Regions from separate parts of the Arachis hypogaea genome. Here region 1 is linked to region 2. Evidence: chromatin contacts called from public Hi-C data. All regions are on one chromosome and are shown on one strand. Each heading gives the region's core, a stretch centred on a gene start, on an enhancer-like site or on the middle of the called end of the contact. The rest is flanking DNA. Distances are from core to core; before and after follow the strand shown.

Region 1 (7,081 bases), core at 3,713-6,212, 110 kb before region 2:
TGCAATGCTGCTCTCTTATTAAAAATCTCTTAATTGGCCTAACTTCTGCCACGCACCAGTGACATCCTATAAGGAGCACTCTGTAAGGTCCCACATCGGTTGGGGAGGGGAATGAAGCATGCCTTATAAGGGTGTAAATACATCTCCCTAGCATGACGCATTTTGACGAGTGAGTGTGGGAGGCTTCGGCTATCATCCCTATCGTCAAAGGCAAAATCGTAAGGCCTTGTGTGTCAAAGCAGACAATATCGTGCTAGCGGGTGGTCTGAGCTGTTACATATGGTATCAGAGTCGGAGCCCGGATCGATGTGCCAGCGAGGGCGCTGGACTCCCTTAGGGGGTAGATTGTAAGGTCCCACATCGGTTGGGGAGGGAACGAAACATGCCTTATAAGGGTGTGGATACCTCTCCCTAGCATGACGCGTTTTGACGAGTGAGTGTGGGGGCTTTGGCTATCATCCCTATCGTCAAAGGCGAAACCGTGAGGCCTTGAGCGGACAATATCGTGCTAGCGAGTGGTCTGGGCTGTTACACCTTCTTTATTTTTCATTTACCTTTGACCAACATCAAACAACTCACCACATGAACGGGAGCTGGTCCATTACCTAACCATCTATAAATTAGTGATTATCTTTTAATTATGAGAAAATTCCACTTTCCTTTTTTTGTCAGATGCTAAAATGACATTCTCCTCCCCTCCTATTTATAAAATGTACATTCTTCTCTCTTATAACTTTTAAAAATTTTCTCTTTAATTTATTTTAAATTTTTTGTGTTAATTAATATTAACTTTATCTATTTCTCCAGAAAAAATAAATTATTTTTTACAAAAATACTCTTTAACAAAAATTTTATTTTTTTGTCATTAAATTTTACTTACCAAAATACCCTTTAATAAATTATTTTTTATTGATTGAATTGTATTTTTACCAAAATATTTTTTAAAATAATTTAATAATTAAATTATTTTTTTAAGATACCCTTCAATAATTTTTTAATTATTAAATTATAATTTTACCAAAATTTTTGTTAATAATTTTTTTATATTTTATTATTAATTTTTTCGATTTTAATGTATATTATTTTAACATTAAATAAAAAATTTTACCATTATTAATATATATAACAATTAATATATATTGATATTGAAAAATAATCTTACTAAGATTTTTTTAATATTAAAATAATATATATTGATATCAAAAAATTAATAGTAAAATATAAAAAAATTGTTAACAAAAATTTTGATAAAATCATAATTTAATAATTAAAAAATTATTGAGGGTATCTTAGAAAAAAATAATTTAATTATTAATTTTTTAAAAAAATATTTTGGTAAAAATACAATTTAATCAATAAAAAATAATTTATTAAAAGGTATTTCGGTAAGCAAAATTTAATGACAAAAAATAAAATTTTTGCTAAAGGGTATTTTTGTAACAAGTTTTTTTTTTTTTTTTTTGAGAAATGGATAAAGTTAACATTAGTTAACACAAAAAATTTAAAATGGATTAAAGAGGAGGTTTTTTAAAAGTTATAAGGAAAGAGAGTGTACATTTAATAAATAGAGGGAAGTGTCATTTTAGCATCTCGCAAGGGAGCGGAGTGGAATTTTTTCTTTAATTATTTATTCTCTACAAAACAATCAAAATGGAAGCAACGAAATCACTTCACAGATCCCATAGTTGTACTTACATTTATCCTCAACTCCACGCGTCAATATCTGGCCATGACACCACATGTAAGTATATGATGCTTATAACCACCATCAGCATCTCTCAATTGTATTAGGTTAGTTTAGATCCTGGAATAGAATTAGTTATGCTTTTTCCATTATAATCACTAATGCAAATTTTACTTTTCTCTCATTCTAAGCTCACATCAGAGCTTTAATTTCTCATCAAAAAATCTGTAGCTCAGAATAAAATTTCAATAAGAAACTCCAATTTCTACATGTATTCAGTCTCAGGCACTAATTCCTTAGACAGAGTTTATGGAGTCTTCATGGTACACTCACTGCTTGCTTCACCTGTAATTTTATTCAACAACACAAAATCTTTCACTTTTATTTTATATTACCGAATTTGTTACCTGATTTGGCCAATGAGCTAGGGAAAATGACAAGTAATATGCAACAAAATTGTTAAAATTAAATATCTGCAAATTACAAGAGGTTCAAGGCATCGTATTTGCAAAAGTTTGTAGTCTATGTATGTACATTACAGTAAAATAATGCTGTTAGCATTATATGGTGATAGTGATAGTGATACTTATTATTTTTGTTTTGTTGCTCTTTTACAGGATATTTTAGGACTGTGCATGAATCTAATGTGCAATATTTCGTGAGCATAGCTTACACACAATGACTTGATATGATCCTACGACAGTAATATGTTTCGGCTTTTGATAATGGATATCATAGAGACCTTATGATCACAAACCTAGCAGAGTGCATCAATAAAATATTGAAATGGTGCGTAATCTCCCTATCAAATCACTGGTCAAGGCAACTTTTTAGAGATTAAATGAATTTTTCACTAAGAAGAGATGGAGGCTGAGACTCAAAGGAATGTAGGACGTGTATTTTCTGAATGTAACTAACATACATCAATCAAATTAGCAAGCAGTTGGAGAACATTCATGCTAACTTATTTGATAGGTAAAATGAGATTTTTGAGGCATGCGAGATGTCCAGTGGTGCGGAGTATGTGGTGAATTCCGTCAACGGATTGTGACACAGTTTAGGCCATTGAAGAACCCAGCAACATAGTCGATGTATCAAGGACCACGATACATACCTAATCCACACTTGAAGCAAGTGTCCAAAGTTATCCTAAAATAACCCACTTCTTGAACGAAATGGATATGCTTGGTCCTAGTCGTTGCAGGCTTTGCCGAGACGAGCGTCATAATCGAAGTAGATGCCTTCATCGTGCCGAATCAGGTGTTGGCGGCTTTGCACCTAATAATTCTTAACAAATTTACCTATTATTTAGTTGTTGTATTAGAGTATGTACAACTTTATAAATTGGCTTATCTACTAAATTTTGCTTGCATAGTGTAAAATCTAATTCTAATTGCAGTTAAATCCATAATAAACTTATAAAAATTACAATAATAATTTTTTAATAAAAGGTGAACAACAATTATAAAAATTACTTGTTAAATGTCTTTTTCACAAAAATATTTATATTTAAATTTAAAATATATTTAAATATTTTAAACATATTTATTAATACATATTTGAATATATATTCAAATATATTTAAACATTTAAATATATATTTAATTATTATATTATTTAATATACCAAATTCAAACATTAGTGTACATATAACAAAGAATCAATAATTAATGCCAATCACTAATTAATACAAACATCATGGATCTAAACATATAATATAAGTATACTCTCTAATTATATATATAGAGTAAAGTATCATTTTTGTCCCTAACATTTGGGGTAAGTCTTAAAGTTGTCCCTAACATTTAAATCGTCCTTTTTAAATTTCTAATATTTTAAAATTGACTTAGTGTTGTTCTGCCGTTAGGGATCTGTTAACAGAATTGATGGCGGGATAAAATTGAGACGATTTTAAAACGTTAGGAATTTAAATAGGACGAATACGTTGGAGACAAAAACGATACATAGAAATAAATTTTAATTTTATCTTTCAATAATATCAATTTTTTATGGTACATAGTTATTCAATTATTTTTTTATTTAATTACTCTGTTGGTCTCTATATTTTTGCGAAATTTTCAATTAGGTTCTATACTTTTTTTCTTTTTAATTGGTCCTTCCACTAATTTTTTTTAATTAGGTCCCTCTTAGCAGTAATTTGCTTAATTTTATAGGGACCCAACTAGAAAAAAGATTGGTGCAGGGACTCAAATAAAAGAAAAAAAGTGTAGGGATCCAATTAAAAAAAATTGGTGCAAGGACTCAATTAAAAGGAAAAAAGTACAAGAACCTAATTAAAAATTTTGTAAAACTATAGAGACCAACAGAGTAATTAAATCTTATTTTTTAATCACATCTAAGTAAATTACACTTAATTACATTACTTTTTAGAAAATTTATTTTTTTATAATTTTTCTCTTAAAGATGTTTACTCATCATGAAATGTTTGTAGAATGATTAGTATATAAACTTGCAGAAAAAATGATATATATACAATAAAGTAATGTGATTCTAGTAATTTTACAAACATTTCATGATGAGTAAAAATTTTTAAGAGCGACATTATAAAAAAAATAAATTTATTTAGAATAAAAGTAATGTGATTAAGTATAATTTACTTAGATGTGATTAAAAAATAATTGAATAACTATGTACCGTAAAAAATTGTTATTATTGAAGGATAAAATTAAATTTTAATTCTATGTATCGTTTTTGTCCCGAATATTTTCGTCATATTTAAGTCCCTAACGTGTTAAAATCGTCTCAATTTTGTCCCGCTGTCAATTCTGTTAACAGATCCCTTACGGCGGGACAACATTGAGTCAATTTTAAAACGTTAGGGACAACTTTAGAACTTATCCCAAATGTTAGGAATAAAAACGATACTTTACTCTATATATATATACTATTAGTTTTTCTAGCTAGTAATTAACACTAATTTAAATAATAACTACAAATATGATTATTTTTTTTACTTCAGATTACAAAAAATCATAACTAATGTACTAATTATATCACTATCTTAAAAATAACTTGTTAATTTTTTGAGTTTTTGGAGCATTACTGCTTTTTGATATTGCTGTTGATGATAGTTAAATAGAAAAAGAAAAGGCATGATTGTGAAAGGGTGAAAGGAAAGTGAGAGTAAGAGAGATGAACTGAAATTGAAATTGAAATGAGAGTGAGAGTTCGGTTTTTGGAGAGAGATGGTGGACTGGCATTGAATTCACGGATTTGTAGGGCAGCGACATGTGTCGCGCATACAGGCAATACACGAGTACATAATCAGTGTATTGTCACCAATATGCTCCTTGCGTATTATCAGCAATACGCTCCTTATGTATTATACAACCTTAAAATGGTACTTCCAGATCTGTGTGAAACATCGCTTGTTACAATAGCAGTGTTAAAATAAACAAATGACAATAATAATGTATATTATTACTCCCACATTTAAAAAAATTTATTTATGTGCGATAAAATTTATGTTATTAGATTGTAATATAATAATAAAAGTTATTGTATTATATAAATTTAATATATTGAGACTGAAAAAATCTACTATGATAAAAAATTAAACAAAAAATTAATAACATAATCTAATTAGCTAGTTATCTAAAACCAATCATAGGTTCTCAAATATAAATGAAAATATTAGTATTTTGTAATTTTTTGTAAAAGTTGATTATTTTATTTAGTTTAATTTTAATTTTACATATATAATAATTATTTTCATCGAAAATTTTTTGCCATAAATATTATAGTGCGTCAATTTTGCAATGAAATAGAAAAAGTTGTTGAATAATTCTTTTAATAAAAAGAGAGATATTATCTATACTTATACATAGAGAGAATCATAATTGTTTGATTTAAAATTTTGTCTTTTTTACGATTTTTATATCTTCCTTATACAATTATTGTCAAGAATAGAAGTTAGTCCATTCGAGTTATATTCTTAATAAATTCTTTTACAAAATGCTAGTATTAATAATAAACATATTATGCAACATTGCTAAACCTTGAAACAAAAAAAAATTAAATTAATATATTTTTTATGTGTTAATCAAATCATTAAAAATTTTATTAATATACTTTGAATTATAGATGTCTGTATATTTAAAATTTTTTATTATTGTTGTCCTCACTATAAAAATTTTCTGCGCTAATTATTGTTGGCGAGTGATAGTGTCAAAAAAATCGAAACATAGGGAAAAGAAACGGTAGGAGAGGAAAAATAGTTTGTGTGCCAGAAACAAAATGATTCTGACTATAAACATCTTTACAATTACTAACATAAATGTTTTTGACTACCATCCACTAATTAGGGAATGGATCCTTCTAATTTTTTTTAATTGAGGGAATAAAGTGTGATCTCTAACTCTTTAATACTTTTTTTCTGATATTTTTTCTTGGTCCCACTTATAAAAATAATAGTGAAAGATCACACTTTATTCTTTCAAGTGATAAAAAAATTGAGTGGATTCAAACCCCACTAATTACTAACTACAATCTAACATCGTTATTAGTACATTTATTCTAATTGGAAGCTTTGAGTCTTAGCTCAAAAGGTATCAGAGTCAGTGAGGATATGAAAAAATGAAAAAGAGTTTGTAAGAGAGAATGTTCATCCGTTGGGCACGGAACAGTGTGAGGAGTTGAAATATGTGGTCGACAACGAGTAATAATATTGAAAAAAGGTCTCAAATGGAGTAAAATAGCACTATAGGACAGGAAAAAATTACTTATGTGTCGAATTTCTCATAAAAAAAGTGAACCTAAATTCTTGATACTATGTTAAAACTTAAGAGAGAAGACTAAAGAAATGAATTTGTGTAATGAATGGTTGTGTTGATACAAAATAAAATTGCCAAAACAACATAAAATTCTAAATTTTATGACCATCCACTCGGAACATGGCAGAAAAGGGGTGGCAAAAATGAGTTAGGCAATAAAAGAAAGGGAAACAAGCAACTCACAACTAAAAAGAAATGAAGGGAACAAAGAGTGCTTACGTGTCAAGATCATTTTTCTATTGTGAGTCCTCGAAGTATGGCTGAGGAGACTGAGGAGCAAAAATCAAATCTCACGGATACTGGCAAGTGCACCGGATCGTTCAAGTAATACCACAGTAAGTGGATATTGTTTCCATGAGGATTAAAGGATTGAGCAAGCAATTATAATATTAAATACCTAATTAGATTAAAAGAACCTAGATTGATGAGAGCAAGATTGTGTCTTGTTGAGAGCTTGAGAACCTTGAGTGCTTGAATGCTTACGCACAGAGAACTTGAATGTTGATTTGAGAGAAGATAGTGATGGTAAGAGTCAAGGGTTTCGGAGATGTTTATGCTTTTAGAGAAATCAAACCTTGTATACTCATCTTGAAGTTTGCAAAGA
Region 2 (6,401 bases), core at 1,119-3,618:
TGGGGTCACTTATATCAGAACTTGTGAAAGGTGTAAATGAGCCAAAGCTGCTTTGGTTTTCACACAAGAACAGTTTTTTTGTCAAATAATAAATTTTGACTTTTTCTTTTATTGTAGCTTTGATGATGTGTATGTTGTATTTTTCAAATAATAAATTTTATTTTTTTGTTGACAAATATGATGAAAATTTATGTATGTTGGATTGGTTAATTTAAAATTATATAAAAAAATTTTCATTATTTAAATTAGTCATTTAAACTATGATTTAAAATTATATATCAATTTTGCAATGTTTAATTAGGAAGATTCATAAACAGGTATAGCCATAAGTATTTTGATCCAACTTATAGTCATATTTTTGGCTATTGGCACGCTTTTTAAGCGTAGCCATATCTTTTCGTAATCATCAACAGCCACGCTTAAAAAGCGTAGCCATATCTTTCCCTATCGGCACGCTTTTAAAGTGTAGCCAAAATCACTCCACTGGGCACGCTTCTAAAAGCGTGGCGATATGTACACTTTTCGGTACGCTTCTCAAGCGTAGCAAGAGATGAAAGCGTGCCGATAGATCCACAAAAGCGTGGCGATAGAGCAACTGGCACGCTTGCGGATGTGGCCCTTTTAAAAGCGTGTCAATAGCTAAAAAAGCGTGGTGAAAAGTTATCGGCACGCTTTTTTATACTTTTCGACATACTTTAAAAGCGTGGCAGAAAATTTATTTTCTCGTAGTGTTTGCAATGAATTAATCATTAACCTGTCAAGTTAGAGAATACCGTGGAAAAAAAAAAGTATAATAAAAAATTAAGGATCACTTATTATTTGAAGAATTATTCAAACATTCAATCCTAGAGGAGACATAGGGTTTGAAATTGATAAAAGTGTATGTTCCACTGTATTAATATCACATTATATCAAAGACATCTAATTTAAATGGATCATTTATTTAATTTTATAATTTTTTTAATAAACTAATAACCTTAGAAAATAACATGAAGTGACGACACGTAGCAGGATACAACTGGGTTGTATATTGATGTAAATAGATAGTTGTAAGTAAATAGATGTATCTATGTTTTTAATAATCAACTTACATGTCTAGAGAGCCGAGTTCTAGAGACTAGAATGACTGACATTTGGTTTTTTCATGTTTTTGGCCAGCACATTTGGTTTGTATTTTAATTTTTTATGTTTCTTTTATTTTTGAATTTTGTAAAAAAAAAAAGTAAAATAAAAAAATAAAAATAAAAAATAAAATTTTATTATTTTTACTGTTTTTATTTTTTTTCATAAAATTTAAAAAATAAAAAAGACTCAAAATAAAAACGCAAACCAAACTTATATTTATTTATTTTTTTAGTTGGAAACGTTCAATACTACAAAAGGGGCTTTTTACCCTATTATTTGGTAGATTGGCCTGGTCCTAGCGTTATGGCATCAATTGGGCTTGAAAATTCTTTAGTAAAGCGTTTACTGGCCTAAAATATATAGCCATATTTTACCAAAAAAAAAAAAATATATATATATAGCCATATTGAGCCTTAAAAACAATTTCCCCATTGATTTAAGGGTTACAAACTAGGACCAAAAATATAAACAGTTACAAACAAAAATTATATCACTCACAGTCTCAGCCATATCAAAAAAAAAAAGATACTCCTCTTCCGTCAGCCAAGAGAGTCCATTCCCAATGACAAACTCCGATTCATTAACACCACAATCCCAACTCATAAATAAAAATGCGTTTTCTCCAAAAATAAAAAAACCCATAAAAATGCGTTTGAGTGTTCAGACTTCAGACAAAAAGAGGCGCTTGAGAGTTTATCAAACAACAACAACAATAATAATAATAATAATAATAATAATAATAATAATAATAATAATAATAATAATAAATAAATAAATAAATAAATAAATAAAAGATTATTCATTCAGTCAAAGTTTCTTATTTGCGTAACCATAATCATTTGTCTTGTATCGTTTACAAATTATAAATGTAAATATGTAATAAATCCTACAAAGATAACTTCAAAGTCACAATTGACAAAAAGATGTTAAAAAAGAGAACATGACATTAACTATATCTTCTTTTTCTCTCACTATCTGTTAGACCTAATTTCATCATCATCATCCATCTATATAAAAACTTGGAAATAAATCTTGCAAATATATATTATGTTCACCACACCACCAACAATAACTACTACTACTCCTCACAAGTCACAAATCCCACACCAAACAAATACAAATTTAAAAAAATCACAAAATAGCCAAATTGCTAATCAAAATCACCCCTTTGTGAAAAGTCGAAGAACCAAACACGTTCGTTATTAATACAGCCCAACACAAAAGGTCTTGCCCTAATTTTTCATCTCATATTATAGATTATAGATAAAACGATTAACCGCTAACAGGCGGTAAACACAGGAATTGGTAACCGGATAAAGAAGGTCAAATATTACTACCGCCACACCCCTTATGTTTTCTTTTTATTTTTTTCCCCGTGTTTTTTCTTTTATATATATCACATTGTGAACTTCTATTTGTTTGGTTTCTATTTTCTTCGTTCTCTCGTTTATTTTCTTTTCTCTTCTCTCAGTTCTGTTTGTTTGCCCAGAAAATCTTAAGAGAGAAAATAAAATTCTCTACTTCGAATTTCAAACTCTGAGGAAAACACTGCTCAACAAAAGCCTTCGTTTTTCCTTTTAGCCTTCTCCAACGTAACGAGTTTACTCCTCGAAGAATCACCGAGGCTCAGAAGAAGCATTCATTCGCTCAAAGCTTTTCCGATATTTATCTTCTTTTATTTTTTTTTTTCGATTTTTTCTATCTGCTGCTTCGAGACTCGACGATCACTGTGTAAATTCTCTGCTTCCTCCGTTTGAATTCGTCGCTTACGTTGCTTTGCATTGAAGTTAATGCGAATTTTCGCTTTTTCTGATTCTTTTTCTATTCTATTGTAGGATTTGGCTCCTCCTTGGTGATCTCTTCGAGAAGGTTGGAATTCTCTTGCTCCAACGTTAATCCGCAGATCTGCGGTGTGTGCTGGAATGAGAAGCTCAGGGTTGAAGGAATTTGAATTGTAATCGAAGTATCAGAAGCATGATTTGGTGCTGATTGCTGAAGAGACTGTGCTCTTGTGTTTGGGTGTTTTTTCAATTTCATGGTTTATTGAATAGGAATGAAGAGGTCTAGGGACGATATTTTCGCGAGTCCTCAACTTAAACGGCCTATAGTGTCTTCTCGAGAAGAAGCGTAAGTTGTTGGTTTTCGTTCTCATCTTCAACTTTTCCTGTGTTTTGAACTGTACTTGTGTTTTTGTTTGTGCTTTGATCAAGTAATTGCATCTTCGACTTAGTAATGGAGCTTCCCGAGTTTTTACTGCGGTGAAAAGTTTTACTAGTGCCCTCGTGTGTAACCCGGGAAGTCTAGATGATCAATCTTTAGCAAAGCTGTCTCTTTTTTGGTAAATTTTTTGGGTTTTGATGTTTTGACCTAATAAAATGAGATCGGATATTTGTTATCTGCAATCCTGAGTAAATTCTTCTTTTAATGGGTAAATTTGTATTTTTCATGGAAAAAAATTACTTTCAGTTTCTTAAGGTTTTGATTGTCATGTATGATCATGTGCTAGAAATTGGGAATACTGTGTCGTTGGTTTATCAATTGTCTAATTGTATTTTGGAATATTTTCGAACGAAGGTCCGGGCAACCCCAGATGATGAATGGAGGTGCTGTTGCTCAGAAGCTGACTACAAATGATGCATTGGCATATCTCAAGGCAGTAAAGGATATATTTCAGGATAAGAGGGACAAGTATGATGACTTTTTGGAAGTCATGAAAGATTTTAAGGCTCAAAGGTTTGATCATGTCGTACCACATTGTTGGCATGCTCCTCCGAATGTCTTTTTGTATTATATTGGGGGAGGGGGATACTGTTTTTGCCAGTGGAAACTGACTTGTGTCTGCTTTTGATACTTGTAGAGTTGATACTGCAGGCGTGATAGCAAGGGTTAAACAGCTCTTTAAAGGGCACAGAGACTTGCTTTTGGGATTCAACACCTTCTTGCCAAGGGGTTATGAAATCACACTTCCACTGGAGGATGAACAACCTGCCCCAAAGAAGCCTGTTGAATTTGAAGAAGCGATTAATTTTGTGAACAAAATTAAGGTAAAATGTTCTTGGGCCTGATTGGTTTTCTAATACAGACTCAGTTTCAATACAGAATGGGCAGTTCTAGTTGAATCTAATTCATCATTTTCATTCAGACCCGGTTTCAAGGTGATGATCGTGTTTACAAGTCATTTCTGGACATATTAAATATGTACAGAAAGGAAAGCAAGTCTATAACAGAGGTCTACCAGGAGGTTTGTTTTGTCTATGCATGTGTTATTATGTTATAGCTAGGAAAATTGTTATATTTATCTTCCTATGTCATTTATATTAGTCTTAATATTTCGTTTGACGTTCATTTCAATCATATTTTGGACTTCTTCAGGTTGCTGCACTTTTCCAAGAGCATCCGGATCTTCTTGATGAGTTTACTCATTTTCTCCCGGACACTTCCTCAGCAGCCTCTGCTCATTATATTTCTGCTAGAAATTCTATGCTACGTGATAGGAGCTCTGCAATGCCAACTGTACGGCAAATGCATGTTGAGAAGGTTTATCTCCATATTTTTCTGTCCTTCTTGGTAGTATAAAATGAGATGCTAAGTCAAGGTGCCTGGAGGTTTCAGCACCTTTTGGTGGCTGCATTATTGCCCCTTCCATGAGATGCACGCTTCTAGTGTATTATTGTTCAGGCAACATACCTGTAGCACTTAATGATAGCTGTAGAAAGTTTAAAAAATCCATCCCTCTAACTTGCTATGATGTTACATTGGGTAAAATATTATGTTGTTGAGAAGTAACTATTTCTGGGTCATAAGGAATTTTACGGCTAGCAGTTTAGGGTTTTGTAAATTGAACATTGCAGTTGTTACTTTTACTTAGGATGTTATGCTCACGTAGTTATAAGTCTTTGGCTGATCTTTCTCCAAGGCATTAAAACCCTGAAGCCTTAAAGTAGCCTTTTGTCTTTTACTATCTTGGTGACTCTGGTCCCACTGATTGCATGTTTGGTTATCAAGCTTACATTCTACTTATCTTGTGTGCCAGAGAGAAAGGACTATGACCTCACATGGTGATCGTGACCTCAGTGTTGACCGTCCCGACCCTGATAATGACAGAGGTTTGATGAGGGCAGAAAAGGATCAGAGGAGACGTCTAGAGAAGGATAAGGAACGCAGAGAGGATAGGAGAGAACGTGACAGAGACGATAGAGATTATGAGCATGATGGTGGTCGAGATAGGGAAAGGTTCTCCCATAAACGGAAATCTGATCGTAGGGCTGAAGACTCTGGAGCTGAACCATTGCTTGATGATGAAAATATTGGTATGCGCCCTATGCCATCCACTTGTGATGAAAGAAATACTCTGAAAAGTGAGTATGTTGTCAACATTTTGATCCTGAATCTACTGGTTTTTTTGTTATATTTGTTACCTTTTCCAACCAATGCTATGATATACATTATTTAAACAGTGGAAACATATGCTTTTATGTTTGGTTGAAAATAAATAAATTGATAAAATAAGAAAAAGGCGTCAAAAGTGAAACTTCATTACAGCAACTAATGCAAAATGTTTCTCATCACTATTCTACTGCATATATTGCTAAAGTTTATAAAAAAAGAAGAGTATGGTGTCTCTTGTTGATAGGGTTATCTGTATTGAAGAAGTGTTAAAATTTTTCCATTTATGAGATGATTTCATAATCAATTGTCCTTGTTATAAGGGAAAAATAAATTTATTTCAACTTCTTGTTTGTCTTCTATCTTTTGTTGCATAAAACTTTTAACATCTTATTTTCCTTTAGCAGTTTTTTACTTATGTCAAATTTCATTATCTCAGGCATGTATAGCCAGGAGCTTGCTTTCTGTGAAAAGGTCAAAGAGAAATTACGAAATCCTGATGACTACCAAGAATTTTTGAAGTGTTTGCATATTTACAGCAGGGAAATAATTACCAGACATGAATTGCAGTCATTGGTATGGCTTATTATTAATTTTTCTTGTCATCCGGTTTACTGATTTCATTGTCGGATTCTATAAATGCATGTCTTTTATTTAATCTTGCTTTGTTGGTTTAGCTGGATGTGGGCATTTACCGTTATTCCCTAAATAAAATATGTTAAAATATGGAAAAAAAGGGATATCCTCCTATATCATTGGTGTTTAAAATTGAGTTTATTTGCATGCATTCAATTTGGATTATATTTGGGTCAGCCAGAGTTTAGTTTGGGCCAGAATAGCCTATGCTCTATGGAGCCTACAAGCCAATGCGGCCAATTTCAAGGAATGAG

Evidence for each region. Hi-C and Micro-C count contacts between places; a contact is called where the count stands out from the background.
Region 1: a Hi-C map of leaf shows a contact between it and region 2, with 2.8 times the contacts expected there. The contact joins the enhancer-like site here to the promoter of LOC112750111 in region 2. A contact is called at or near these places in 2 of 8 Hi-C or Micro-C datasets (both in leaf).

Annotation. Positions count from the first base shown.
Region 1 is chr15:30,893,547-30,900,627 of arahy.Tifrunner.gnm2.J5K5, reverse strand. No RefSeq gene overlaps it. Among protein-coding and RNA genes, the nearest start is that of LOC112750112, 25 kb to the right of the region's middle. Within about 2 kb of position 4,962, at least 1 of the 3 cell types and tissues checked has open chromatin away from gene starts, as enhancers often do.
Region 2 is chr15:30,780,153-30,786,553 of arahy.Tifrunner.gnm2.J5K5, reverse strand. It overlaps LOC112750111 (paired amphipathic helix protein Sin3-like 4), which reads left to right and starts at 2,368. Exons shown (of 24, transcript XM_025798665.3): 1 at 2,368-2,856; 2 at 2,961-3,252; 3 at 3,700-3,858; 4 at 3,983-4,169; 5 at 4,268-4,366; 6 at 4,498-4,662; 7 at 5,159-5,483; 8 at 5,951-6,087. The coding sequence starts at 3,179.